Linked DNA regions of Sus scrofa: all the other regions are linked to region 2. A link is a contact called in public HiChIP or PLAC-seq and promoter capture Hi-C data. All regions are on one chromosome and are shown on one strand. Each heading gives the region's core, a stretch centred on a gene start, on an enhancer-like site or on the middle of the called end of the contact. The rest is flanking DNA. Distances are from core to core; before and after follow the strand shown. Region 1 holds the start of CLINT1 (clathrin interactor 1). Region 2 holds the start of RNF145 (RING finger protein 145). Region 3 holds the start of THG1L (probable tRNA(His) guanylyltransferase).

Region 1 (4,012 bases), core at 893-3,392, 1.2 Mb before region 2:
AGAAATTTAGTCTCCTAAGATAACAAGGTTTTTTTAAATTGTTTTTCTGCTTCTGTCCTCGGGCTAAGATATAAAGAGGTAGTTCTGCAGAGACTTTTGCACTTTTAAAGATTATTTTAGCTGGTATCCCAGTCTTTCTACCGTATATTAAAAAATAACCAACGAACTTGCATCTGGAAAAGAACTATGATTTTATTTTATCTTTGGAAAGCAAAAGGTATATAAATAACAAAACATCCAAAATAAAGGATTGAGAGCTTAATGATCAAATGAACAGTTTATAAAGGAAAATCAGCAAATCACTTTTCAAACGTGGAGTTTCTCTCTTAACGAAGTTTAGCCTTACTCTTGATGCAGAACACTGACTATGATTATCAAAAGCATACAGATCTAAACATATTGTATTAAGGGCTTTATATGCTATCTAAGCCCTTAGCCCTGAATTCTCATTAACATTCTAAGGTAAGTGTCTATCATTATTTTCATAATGTACCTGAGAAAACTGGGGCACTTAAAGATGAATTAATCTGTCAAGGTTACAGAGCTTGAATCCAGCTCTGCAGGTTCAAAAACCTGTACTCCTTAGGCACTCTACTACCTTCTTGGTAGCATAGAAAATCTGAAAATATAGTCAAATTCTAAATCCTATCTGATGCACTATCCAAACCACTGTGAATTTTTTTTTAAAGTTGAAGTATAGTTGATTTAAAATATTACTTTTAGGTGTACAACACAATCATTTGACATTTTTCTATTATACTCCTTTGAAAGTTATTATAAAATACTGACTACATTCCCTATGCTGTACATTACATTCCTGGATCTAATTTATTTTATACCTAGTAGTTTATACCTCTTAATGAATTATTTTCTTCTGGTGTCACGAAAGCCTCAAGAATTTGCCATCTACACTTTCTGATTTTAGGTTGGGTGAGCAGCACAAATGAACTGTTTTTGTCACCACACTTATTGCATCATCACTAAAACCCAAAAGGAAGGGGACTGGTTAAATTCCTAAACTTTATTTCCTGCTGGCCTAGAAGATCTTACTTAACCCCTGTTACATCACTGTAATATATTCACTTTAAGTGTTAAGGTTTCCCTAGTGGTAGTAAGACACTAAAGTTATCACTTAAGTTTTAAAGAAAAAAATCAACTATGTATTAGTCATTTTACCTGTCAGGGGAGTTAAAAGTGGATCAACAGGATATAAACCTGGGTTGCTTTCTTCTTGAGGGGAAATGAAGTGTAGGGGAAAAGGATCAGAAAGAAAGAATCACAGTAAGTTATGTGGTGATCTACTCTCACTCGTATTAGACAAGCAAAGGATGAGTCGCCTCTTGAGTAACTTCAGTCTGACCACAACGGCCACTTGTTACACCTACCACCCACTCCAACACACCAGGTTCATTAAGGATTAAAAGAAACCCAGCAAGGTAAAGGACACATCGTGACCAAACCTAAGGTCTCCGCACCACAATGAGGGGCGCAGAGAACCCGTGAACTAGGTCCCCTAACCCCAAGCGTTCGCTGCTGCCCAAGAAGCAAAGCCCAAAGCCCGCAGCCAAGAGAGCTCTCCGGCCAGGGCAGCGACCCAGCTCAAGACAACCCTGCTCACCCCCCTGACTAAAGCGTTTATAGCTGGAAGGGTGAGGGTAGGGACAGGGTGAGGAACGCCTGGGCAGGAGAGAATGCGGCTAAGAGGATGTTTCCAAAGAGGAAGGGTCCCTTCCCAGACTCGCGGACTGGGACGCGGCCCGGGGCCGGGGAGACAACCGGTCGCCGCCATGATGGGGCCAACCAGCCGGGGGGCGTGACGCTGGCGGCCCCGCGCGCAGGGCCGGCTCCTTCCCACCCACCCCCTTCTCCCGCGTGGGCCTGGGCCACAACTGCCCCCCGATACTCACGCTTTGTCCACCAGCTCCCGCACTTTCCACATGTTCAACATCGTGCCCCGAGCGGGCCGGGCCGCTACCCCCTCTCCTGCTCCCCACGGACCCCGGAACACTTCCGCGTCGGGGCTGATCCAGGCCTGGGTCGCTGCCGCCGCCCGCCGCCTCAAACTCCCCCAGTCAGCTCCTTCTCTTGCCACAGCCGCGGCGCCGCCAGTGACACGTCGAGACGCGGGGGCAGAGGCGCTGCGTGGAGCGGAAGTGCCTGCCTTTCCGCCGGCTGCGCGCAGGGCACGCTGGGACTTGTAGTTCTCTCTGCGCGCCAAGCGGGACAGTTAAACAGGGAGAGTTGGAGAGGTAAGGTTAGTGTGCTTCCTCTTAAGCTCTCGGGGTTCTCCGTGCCCCTCCCGAGCCCCCTGAGCCACAGAATCTCAAACTCTGGGGGTGGGGCTCGGCACTCTGTACTTTAACAAATCCTCCATGCTCACGTTTCAGAACCAGGGGTGTAGAATCTTGCCACACTCAAACTTGCTTTTCAAACATAAGGTATTATTATGTTAATAATGATTATAAGGAAGTGTGATTGGCCTATGTATTACTCATTTGCAGAAGCTACTCTGTATTTGGTTCCAAATGTCTAAATATACTTCCTTCTCTGGGCTTTAATTTCCATCCTTGTAAATTGAATAGGTTGTGTTTCAAAACTTTTTCCATCCTTGTAAATTGAATAGGTTGTGTTTCAAAACTTTTTCCACTCTTTGACACAGTGCTTTGATATTTAGGCAACTACCTGCTATCCTTGTTACTTTATTATAAAGCTCGGAAACTCAGTTCACATTCCATGGGAAATTGTAGAAAAACAGCAGCACAATACTTATGACAGGCCCAAGAACTTGTCAGGTGAATATTCTTACCACATTCAGTGTTTTATTGCAATAGTTGTCACTTCATTTTTCTCTTGACTCTTTTTTTTTTTTTTTTTGTCTTTTGTTGTTGTTGTTATTGTTGTTGTTGTTGCTATTTCTTGGGCCACTCCCGCGGCATATGGAGGTTCCCAGGCTAGGGGTTGAATCGGAGCTGTAGCCACCCGCCTACGCCAGAGCCACAGCAACGCAGGATCCGAGCCGCGTCTGCAACCTACACCACAGCTCACGGCAACGCCGGATCGTTAACCCACTGAGCAAGGGCAGGGACTGAACCCGCAACCTCATGGTTCCTATTCGGATTCGTTAACCACTGCGCCACGACGGGAACTCCTCTTGACTCATTTTTGAGTTGGGCAACTTTGAAGTTCCTGTGGTCCAACTAATTAAACTTTACAGTTCTTTTCATTGTACATTTTTTTCTTTTTACGGCCAAAACTGTGGCATGTGAAAGTTCCCAGGCTAAGGGTCCCCTCGTAGCTGCAGCTGCTGGCCTGCGCCACAGGCACATTATCAGCGGGTCTGAGTCTCATCTGCGACCTAAGCTGCAGCTTGTGGCAACACTGGATTCTTAACCCACTGAGAGAGGCCAGGGGTCTAACCCACATCCTTGTGGGCATTGTGTTGGGTTCTTAACCTGCTGAGCCACAGGGAGAACTCCTCACTGTACAAATTTTTATTGAGCATTTTCTATGTGTGGGGAGTGAGGAATACAGTTGGGAAGAAGACAGGCAAGGCCTCAGCTCTCTTGGATCTTAAAGGTCTTTGGAGGAAACATAGTGATCAAGGAAACATTTAAGATAATTGCTGATAGAAAGTGCTTGAAGAAAACGGGAGATAATGTTGTGGAGAGTGATGTTTGAGGAAAATAACATTATGGAATATTTAGAGTCTCTCTGAGGACATTTTATTTAAGCTGAAACTTCAGTGATTAAAAAGCTGACCAAAAGAAGAAAATTCTGCAAGAAAAGAATTCCTGGTGTAGGGTGGGGAACCGATGAAAACTCTAATTCACAAAGGAGACGTGAAATTGATAGCTGCTAGTAATGAAGCTAGGTAACAATGATCCCAAATCAAGAATCTAGAACCTCTGACCCCTGGTTAGTCTTCAGGTCAAATCACCTCTTCGTATTGCATCTATTTAATAACTAGAAGCAGCTTCGAAAAGGATTTCAACAAGACTTTGAGATTAAGGCC
Region 2 (3,852 bases), core at 1,195-3,694:
TCTCTAAGATGTCTGGTTCAAGCCCAATTTATCTTTCTCTTAGATTTATTGTTGGACAGAGCTGAAGAGCACATTCTAAGTGAGAAGGAGCTCAAATTCTCTTAAAACCAACACAACACTAAACAATCCTCAAAAATAAGCAGAAGAGGTGACGGCAAAGAAAATCCAAAGGCTTGACACTCTCTAAAGCCATACATGTGATATTTCCTGCCTTGTTCACTCACATATACTTTACCTCCCATGCAAGATTTTTAAATCTCCTCCTTGAAATGTTTAAACTACTAGGAAAGTTACACTAGGGCAAACTGTCTCAGCAAGTAATGGAAACTAAATGTGACTCAAAGTTAAAGATGCTTTACAAAGTAAAAGAGCTTAAAAAAAAAAAAAATCCATACTTTCTTTTCAATAACGGATAAAAAGGCTCAACAAAAGCTAACCAAAAACAGGATCACACCATTTAATTAAATGACTTTCCCAGGCTTGGAAGCAGCAAATTGCTACTTACGGACACAAGAATGTCCTGTACAAGTATAACACAATTCACCATTCATGTTTCTGGGTTAGCAAACACAGGGGGGGCCTCATTCTACACTTTCCTGAAAACACTACATTTTGGTTTTGAATATAAAGATATCAAACAAATCATCCTGAACAATATGAAAAATTTAAGTTTTTAAAGTCATAGCTCTTCCTCTTCTCATCTGCTGAAGAACTGTCAAATAAGAAACAGAAAAGGAAAATGTTACCTTACCAAAAAATGAAGAGAATTCACATCTCCAATATACAACAAAAATAAGAATGCCATAGAGCCCAATTTAAAATTATTCCAGTACAATATTTAGAAAGTATTTGACACCTTTTTACCTCCCCACAAGAAAAACAAAAACTATCATTTACCATCAATTGCATCCCTCTGTCCAATCCAATCTGGGAAAAGAAAAAAACTACCATCAGCTAAAGCCAATCTTAAGAAAGACAGATTTTCTGATTGTCCATATGTTAGGATGGTAAGCCCTGAAAATGTTACTGGGCAGAGGTAAAGCCTAAAATCATAAGCAAACTCATCCAAAAATTGAGATACCCGGGAGAAGAACACACTTCTTACATAAGCATCGGAACACGTTTTAAATATAGCTGGTGCTCCCCCACTCCCACTCATTGCTAGCTAACTTTGTAAGTACCTGATTTCCACAAAAACTACTAGCAATTCGGTGGTTGCTGGTTATCCCCAAATCAGCAAAGATAGGGAGTCCACTCTGAATACAAGGGCCATGTTTAGACTTAAGCAGCCAGACAGAGGAAATAAAAACTGCTATCTCTGCCATTGGGCGTTCAGCCTGGGTCACCACTGCAGCATAGACAGCTCATCTTTTGGGCAGGATTCAAGATTCACTAGAACTGCACAGTCCGTATTTTTAAAAATTTGGAGGAAAAAAAATGCCTCTCCTCTGCTTTCAAACTAGTTTCCTGTTTACTGCACACTGCAATGCAAAGCCATCCATTAATCTTTGATGCCTTCCCACAGCAAAGCCCCCTTCCTCTCTCCCAGAACCTCCTCCCCCGCCCCCCCCCCCGACGCCTGCTGATCTCAGTTGCGTTTGAACTATAGTAACCCCAACCCAGCTCGCTGCAAAGCAGGCAACGCAGCAGCAGCCGGGCCGCTGCCGCCGCGGGGCTAGGGGATTACGTTCACAAAAACTCTGCCAGGAGAGAGGCCCGTGCCAGGGAGCTCCCCTTCTGTCTGGCCAAGGGTGCTGGCTCCGCCATGCCACGCACCAAAAAGCTTCTGAAGAAAGAGGCGGGCAAAGTTCTTCATCCATGAACAGAAAGGAGACTCATTCATGAAGGGAGCGGCAAGGATCTCAGGGTTCTCGGTTGGGAAAAAGCAAGAGTAGAGGGGGATGCAGAAGGGAAGGAAGGCAAACGAGACACGAAGCGATGGTGAAAAAAAGGAAGGGGTGAGAGAGCTCTTACTGTAAAAAAAAAAAAGAAAGAAAAAGGACTGACAGATGGGATGCACAGTAAATGGGTCCCCATTCGACGAATGAGTTGGCAGGCCTTTCCGCACCCCTAAACAACCTCAAACCCAAGGAAAGGGCGGAAGCTGAGTTTGGGGCTCCGTAAACCAAAAAAGAGTAGGGAAAAAGGAAAGAGGGGGGAAGCTTGGAAGCAAAGTGGACAAAGACGCAAAAGAGGAAAAGTTCGAAGTTGGGACTGGAGGAAAAGAGCTGGAAAGGGGCAAAGAAAGGGGACGCTCAGGAAGGGGTTTAGAAAAGGCCCCGAAATGGGGTACTGGGGAGGCGAAGGAGGAGCGCGCTAAGTGAGGGCACCTTAGGAATGCCGGAGGAGATGAGGGATCGCTCCAGGAAGGTGGAGGAGTGGAGAGGCGGCGGACAAGGCCCGAGAGCTGGGAAGGGGGCTGAGCCCGCCCCGGGAGAGGAGGGCAGAGTCGGAGAGAGCCGAAGCGGGTGGGGGGGGGGGGGCGCAGGAGGACCGCGGGCGGGGCTGGCGGTTGGGAGGGAGGGGGCGCTGCGGGTTAAGAGGGGCTGTGGACGCCGCCGCCGCCGCCGCTGGGAAAAGAGGAGGGGGCAAGGGGGGAAGGGGCAAAGGGGAAGAAGAGGACAGAACGGGCCACGGCATGGGGGAAGGGAGAGGGGAACAGAAGATGTGGGATGCCGACAGGGGCGCGGGGATGGGAAGGGGCGGGCCGGCGCGGACGGCTCAGTCACCTCGGGCTGCGGCCTCCCTCCCTGCGGGGCAGCACCGCGGCGAACGGACGGGCTCCGCAATTCCCCGGCTCTCTCGCCGACCCTCCCGTTCTCCTCGGGCGGCAGCGGCGGGGACCGGGACGGCGCGGCTCACAGCGGCGGCTCCTCCACGCCGGGCCTTAGATGCTGCGTTTTGGGAGGCGGCGGCAGCGGCGGCGGCAGCGACCCGACCCGTGTGGTCACCATCGTCCGCGGCGGCAGGCGCTCGCGGGCCGAGCTCCTCAGCAGCCGGCGGCGGCCATGGCCTCCTTGGTTCACTCCTCCCGCCCCCGGCGCTCTGCGGCGGCCGTGGCCCGGCTGCCGCGCTGTGCGCCTGCGCGCGCCCCTGCCAGGGCGGCGCGCCCCTCCCCCGTCCTGCACGGCTGCGCACGCGTGCTCCCGCGCTCACTCACAATCGCGCTGGAGGGGTGGTTCCCGGGCCGCCTCCGGTACGTAGGCGGGCGACACAAGCCTCCCGAAGCCGCACAGCCGGTCTGGGCCGCTATGGAGACGCGTACCACGCGGACACCAGCACGCGCACTGTGACACGCGCCATTCTGACACACGTGCCCTCTCACACTCCCCAAACACCGGGAGTCACACGCGTTCACACCCACACTTACCTGCAGGGACCACGTGGGAGAATTGGAGGAGCTGATCCTCACCGAAGGCAACCGCAGTAGCAATGATGCCAGAGTTTTATTTAACTCCTATACTGACTGGTCTAGACTGTCAACTCCTTGGCCTCAGGGACCACTTCTGTGATGGCTCGGCCAGCCGTGCGTAGCACAGAATAGGCGCTCCATAAGCTTCTGTTGAATAAGTGAGTGGATATATAAAGAAATGACTGAGAACTGTTCACTGAGTATTTTCAATTTAAAAATTCCAACCCCTGGTTTAAAGAATCTGTACAAAAAATGTTTACTGTAGCATGAAATTAAACGGTATGTGTTTGTCTTATCTTTCAGTCCAAGGTTCAAAACAGGTTATTGTACACACCCCCTTCCCAAGGTAAGGAAATCATTTGTTCTGCCTAAGTCACTACCACTGATCAGCATTTCTACCTTAATTTAAATGTCAGCACACCTTGTTCCCCCATTTAACC
Region 3 (4,114 bases), core at 66-2,565, 1.4 Mb before region 2:
TTGTCTCTTTGTTGACCTAAACAGCTCTCTGAAGACCCTTGGGGCATTAGCTCCTGCTTGGATAAAGGTGATCCTTTTATAGGCAGTGGCATAAGCTGTGCAGGGATACTGCAAAGATCATCTTGCCCCTCAATTCTGGGCCTCATTCCCTAGTAACATGCTCCAGTAAGAGGGGACTTGTCACTTTCATTTAGCTGGGAGCCACACATGAGCCCATGGTTGGCTAGGTCTACTCTCCTGAGAAAGAATTTCATAGGAAAGATATATTTCAACTGAATTTGGACTTTATTTCTCTTATCTCCCCTTGCCTGGAACAGTGGTGTAATCAATCTATAATTTGGAGTATGTTATTTCTTTGTAGGTTATTAAGAGGCATGTCCTGTTTGCTATTGGCTTGTAGAAATATAATTCCCACAGTAAACTTGTAGTAAATAAAATACTGGCAAAGACAGTCTCAGTCTCTAAGCATAATTTGCCCTGAAACAAAATACATCTCTATCTCTATATTTCTTTCTGGATGAATGTATAAGATGAGAAACTAGTGACAGTAATTGCTTAATTAGGAGTCAGTGAGAGATTTACTTTTCAACATATATCCTTTTACATTATTTGAATGATATTTTCCTGAGGCAAAAAAAAAAAAAAAAATGTAAGTAGGTAATGTTTTCAAAAAGTACAAATGTTAAAGTCTTATTGTCACTAGTATTTACCAGCAACAAGAAATCAAACATCGGGTCTTTGTGAAAAAGTTGAATGAGTTAATTTGGGACTACCTATGTCGGAATTGAGACGTTTTGTTTTGGTTTTTTTTTTTTTTTTTTTTTTTTTAAGCCATACTTTGGAATATTTAATGACGTTGGAAAATGCTCAAGGTGAATAGAATAAATATAAAAATTGTGTAGGCTTCTGATTCCAATTTTGTATGTTCCCTGTGTGAAAACACATATACAAAAAAAGGACTGGAAGGACCCATCCACAATGCTTTAACAGGGAGAGGGGACACATGGTGTTGATTTTCGTAACTGTGTTTTTTGATATATTCCACATTTTCTACAACAAATTAATAAATGACATTTAGAAAGAAAAAAATCACAACTAAACCTTCAGACTTGGCTAGAAATGAATTTTTTAACACTTTATGAGAATGATTTGTTGCAGGACCGGGAAGAGATAGGTGAGCAACCACGCGCGTAGTACTAAAGGGAAGAAAAGAATCCTCCTTCCCAGCCAGGAAATCGGTTAAGAACTACAAGGAGAGGCGAGAGGAGGGCTGGCCTCCACTGTAGCTAGAGCGGCCACGAAAAGTCACAGGAACTTCCGGGGCGGGGCTCTCGGATCCTTTCCCTTCCGTGGGGAAATGTGGGCAGCTAGCAACGTTAAGGTTGGCGATTGCTTGGCTGCCGCTTCCGTCACTCTGAGACGGTACTTGAAATTGGGGGCGATCATGGCAAAGAGCAAGTTCGAGTATGTGCGAGATTTCGAGGCTGACGACACATGCCTGGCCCACTGCTGGGTGGTGGTGCGGCTGGACGGCAGGAATTTCCATCGGTAAGCGAGTTCGGCTCGGAGCTGCATGGTTCGCCAGCGCTTCCGGGGAGTCCAACACCTCTGTCTCAGCCCCAGCTCATGGTTACCAGAGTAACGCAGCAGCCAATGAGCGCATGGCATTGAGCATCAACCTACGTGCCTGTTGCAATTTGCTTGAACGTGAGGGGATCGTTGTAGTTAAATGAGACAGGGTACTCCACTTGTGAGGAGCTGGGCTGGCGTAACCGTTAGCACGGCCCTAGTGGGAAGAGGCACCCTCGGGTGCATTATTTCAGCTCTTCAGCCTTTGCCGAGCTATCTTGTTGGCTAGGTATCTGCGGCCTGACTCTTCAGCGGCCTGTTGAGGCTTTGCTGTGGGCAACACTGTATGTTCTTATTTCATTAAAAGTCATGGACTGGCCTCAAAATGGAACTTTCTCAGGAAAAAAGAAGTGTAACAGGTGGGAATGTAAGTCTTAAGAAGTGCTCCTTTAAGATTTATTGAGTACTTCCAAGGACCCAGGCATAGTTATATTAATCTCCGTCTAATCTTAAGGACAAGTCTATGAAGTAACTTTATCCCCATTTCACAGAAAAGGAAAGAGAGGCTTAGTATTTATATCCTTTTTTCTCAGTTGGTCAGAGTAAGAAAAAACTAGAGTTCTTAACGAAATGGATCAGTGTGTGGCTAGTGAAATGTTTGGTTTTACCGCACTAGTACAGTATCTTCCTCTTTGAACGGCCTTTTTGATACGTGGTGTTAATGACAAGCTCTCTTCGACCCATACCCTTTTCCCTGTTCTCTCTACCCTATGAAGGTTTGCAGAGAAGCACCACTTTGCAAAACCTAACGACAGCCGTGCTCTCCACTTAATGACCAAATGTGCCCAGACAGTAATGGAAGAACTAGAGGATATTGTGATTGCATATGGACAGAGTGATGAGTACAGCTTTGTGTTCAAGCGGAAGAGCAATTGGTTTAAAAGAAGAGCCAGGTAATTCTGTGGCCTAGCTCCTTCAGAATATTTCCTCCCAGCACTGGTTTCTGTTTATTATAATCACAGACTTAGAGATGGCAGCTTAGACTGTTGTACTTCACCTATAGCTGGACATCTGTATACCTCTGTATCTGATTCTTTTCTCTCCGTTCCCCATCACCTTAGCTTCTAGACTGATCTGGCATTGAACATTAAGACCAGAAACAGACTAAACTTTTAATTATGGAGTAGAAAACAGACAAGTCTGATATTTGATTTGGCAGTATGTTGAAACTCTCACAGGAAATAGATCATATAATGAATTGGTAGGTTTTTAAAACAATGATCCCCTTCCTTCTAAGACTTAAAAAAATCCTCTTGAACCATAAATTAACATTATTGCCTATGGAGAAAAATTTGGTATTAGTAAGTTACTTATAGGACTAGAAGGAGAGGCAGGCTGCATTTTTTTAAATCATTCTCTCTTTTTAAATTTTTTTATTAAAGTATAGTTGATTTACAGTGCTGTGCCAATTTCTGCTGTAGAACAAAGTGAGCCAGTCATACGTATATTCTTTTTCTCATATTATCTTTCATCGTGTTCTATTTCAAGAGATTGGATATAGTTCCCTATGCTGTACAGTAGGACCTCATTGCTTATCCATTCTAAATGTAATAGTTTACATCTACTAACCCCAAACTCCCAGTCCACCCCACTCCCATCCCTGCATTTCAGATATATAAATGATAAAATAGTTTTTCATGGCCCAACCTATCTTATCTCTCAGCTTGTTGGTCAGTTTGTGTTATCTCTCTGTTACACCCACAGACCCTGTAATGGTGTTGAATTAATGTCATGTATTTTCTCTTTTCTTGTTCCACCCAATGTGCCTTTTGCAAGTAAGTTCATGACTCATGTGGTCTCCCAGTTCGCCTCCAGCTTTGTGTTTTATTGGCGGAGTTACTTTGAAGACCAGCCTCTTCTGTATCCCCCAGGCTTTGATGGAAGAGTCGTGGTGTATCCTAGCAACCAGACCTTAAAGGACTACCTGAGCTGGCGGCAAGCAGACTGTAAGTGAAACAAAACTAACAGATGTAGTTAAGCCACTAATTCCATATATTAGAGGTGGTGATCTGATACAGTTTTGGCTGATGCATATTTTGTTTAGAATACAGTATTTCAGAGGCTTTTTAAATTAGTTGCGAATGCTTGAGAAATCGGGAGATTTTATGCAAATACTCCTTATTTCCAGCTCTTTTAGGGTGGGGGAGGATTAGAAGGTCTGGCAATACTAGGACTGTATTCCCACTTAGTATTGGATAGAACCTGTGCAGTGACTGCTTGCCTTTACCCTCCCCCCCCCACACACACAAGCACACACACACACACACACACACACACACACGAGCCAGTGTGCCTCAGTCACTACCATTCCTTGTTGTTCTTCTGGGATTACCTACGCTGCTCTACACACTTAGGTTCCTTCTGGCCTCAGTGGGTATTTGAGTGAATTGTGACCCCTGCATTACATTACTACAGTGTGAGGAGAAGTTCCTGTTGTGGCTCAGCAGTAACAAACCCGACTAGTATCCTTGAGGCTGCAGGTTCG

What was found. Promoter capture Hi-C pulls out the DNA fragments that hold promoters and counts their contacts. HiChIP or PLAC-seq counts read pairs in DNA pulled down with a chosen protein or histone mark.
Region 1: an H3K27ac HiChIP or PLAC-seq map of alveolar macrophages shows a contact between it and region 2. The contact joins the promoter of CLINT1 here to the promoter of RNF145 in region 2. A contact is called at or near these places in 1 of 5 promoter capture datasets (liver) and 2 of 2 datasets of contacts at active chromatin or transcription factors (alveolar macrophages and skeletal muscle).
Region 3: a contact with region 2 is called in a promoter capture Hi-C map of liver, with 10 times the contacts expected there. The contact joins the promoter of THG1L here to the promoter of RNF145 in region 2. A contact is called at or near these places in 2 of 5 promoter capture datasets (fetal liver and liver) and 1 of 2 datasets of contacts at active chromatin or transcription factors (skeletal muscle).

Annotation. Positions count from the first base shown.
Region 1 is chr16:65,495,613-65,499,624 of Sscrofa11.1, reverse strand. It overlaps CLINT1 (clathrin interactor 1), which reads right to left and starts at 2,142. Exons shown (of 12, transcript XM_021076894.1): 1 at 1,908-2,142. The coding sequence starts at 1,948. LOC110257284 (a long non-coding RNA gene) reads left to right here and starts at 2,156. Exons shown (of 5, transcript XR_002339697.1): 1 at 2,156-2,249.
Region 2 is chr16:64,250,364-64,254,215 of Sscrofa11.1, reverse strand. It overlaps RNF145 (RING finger protein 145), which reads right to left and starts at 2,444. Exons shown (of 11, transcript XM_021077056.1): 1 at 2,331-2,444. It overlaps LOC102162058, which reads right to left and starts at 3,303. Exons shown (of 4, transcript XM_021076824.1): 1 at 3,266-3,303; 2 at 2,730-3,130; 3 at 898-927; 4 at 1-712. The coding sequence starts at 3,303. The coding sequence ends at 666.
Region 3 is chr16:65,607,820-65,611,933 of Sscrofa11.1, reverse strand. THG1L (probable tRNA(His) guanylyltransferase) reads left to right here and starts at 1,315. Exons shown (of 6, transcript XM_003134104.4): 1 at 1,315-1,548; 2 at 2,346-2,522; 3 at 3,406-3,575. The coding sequence starts at 1,358.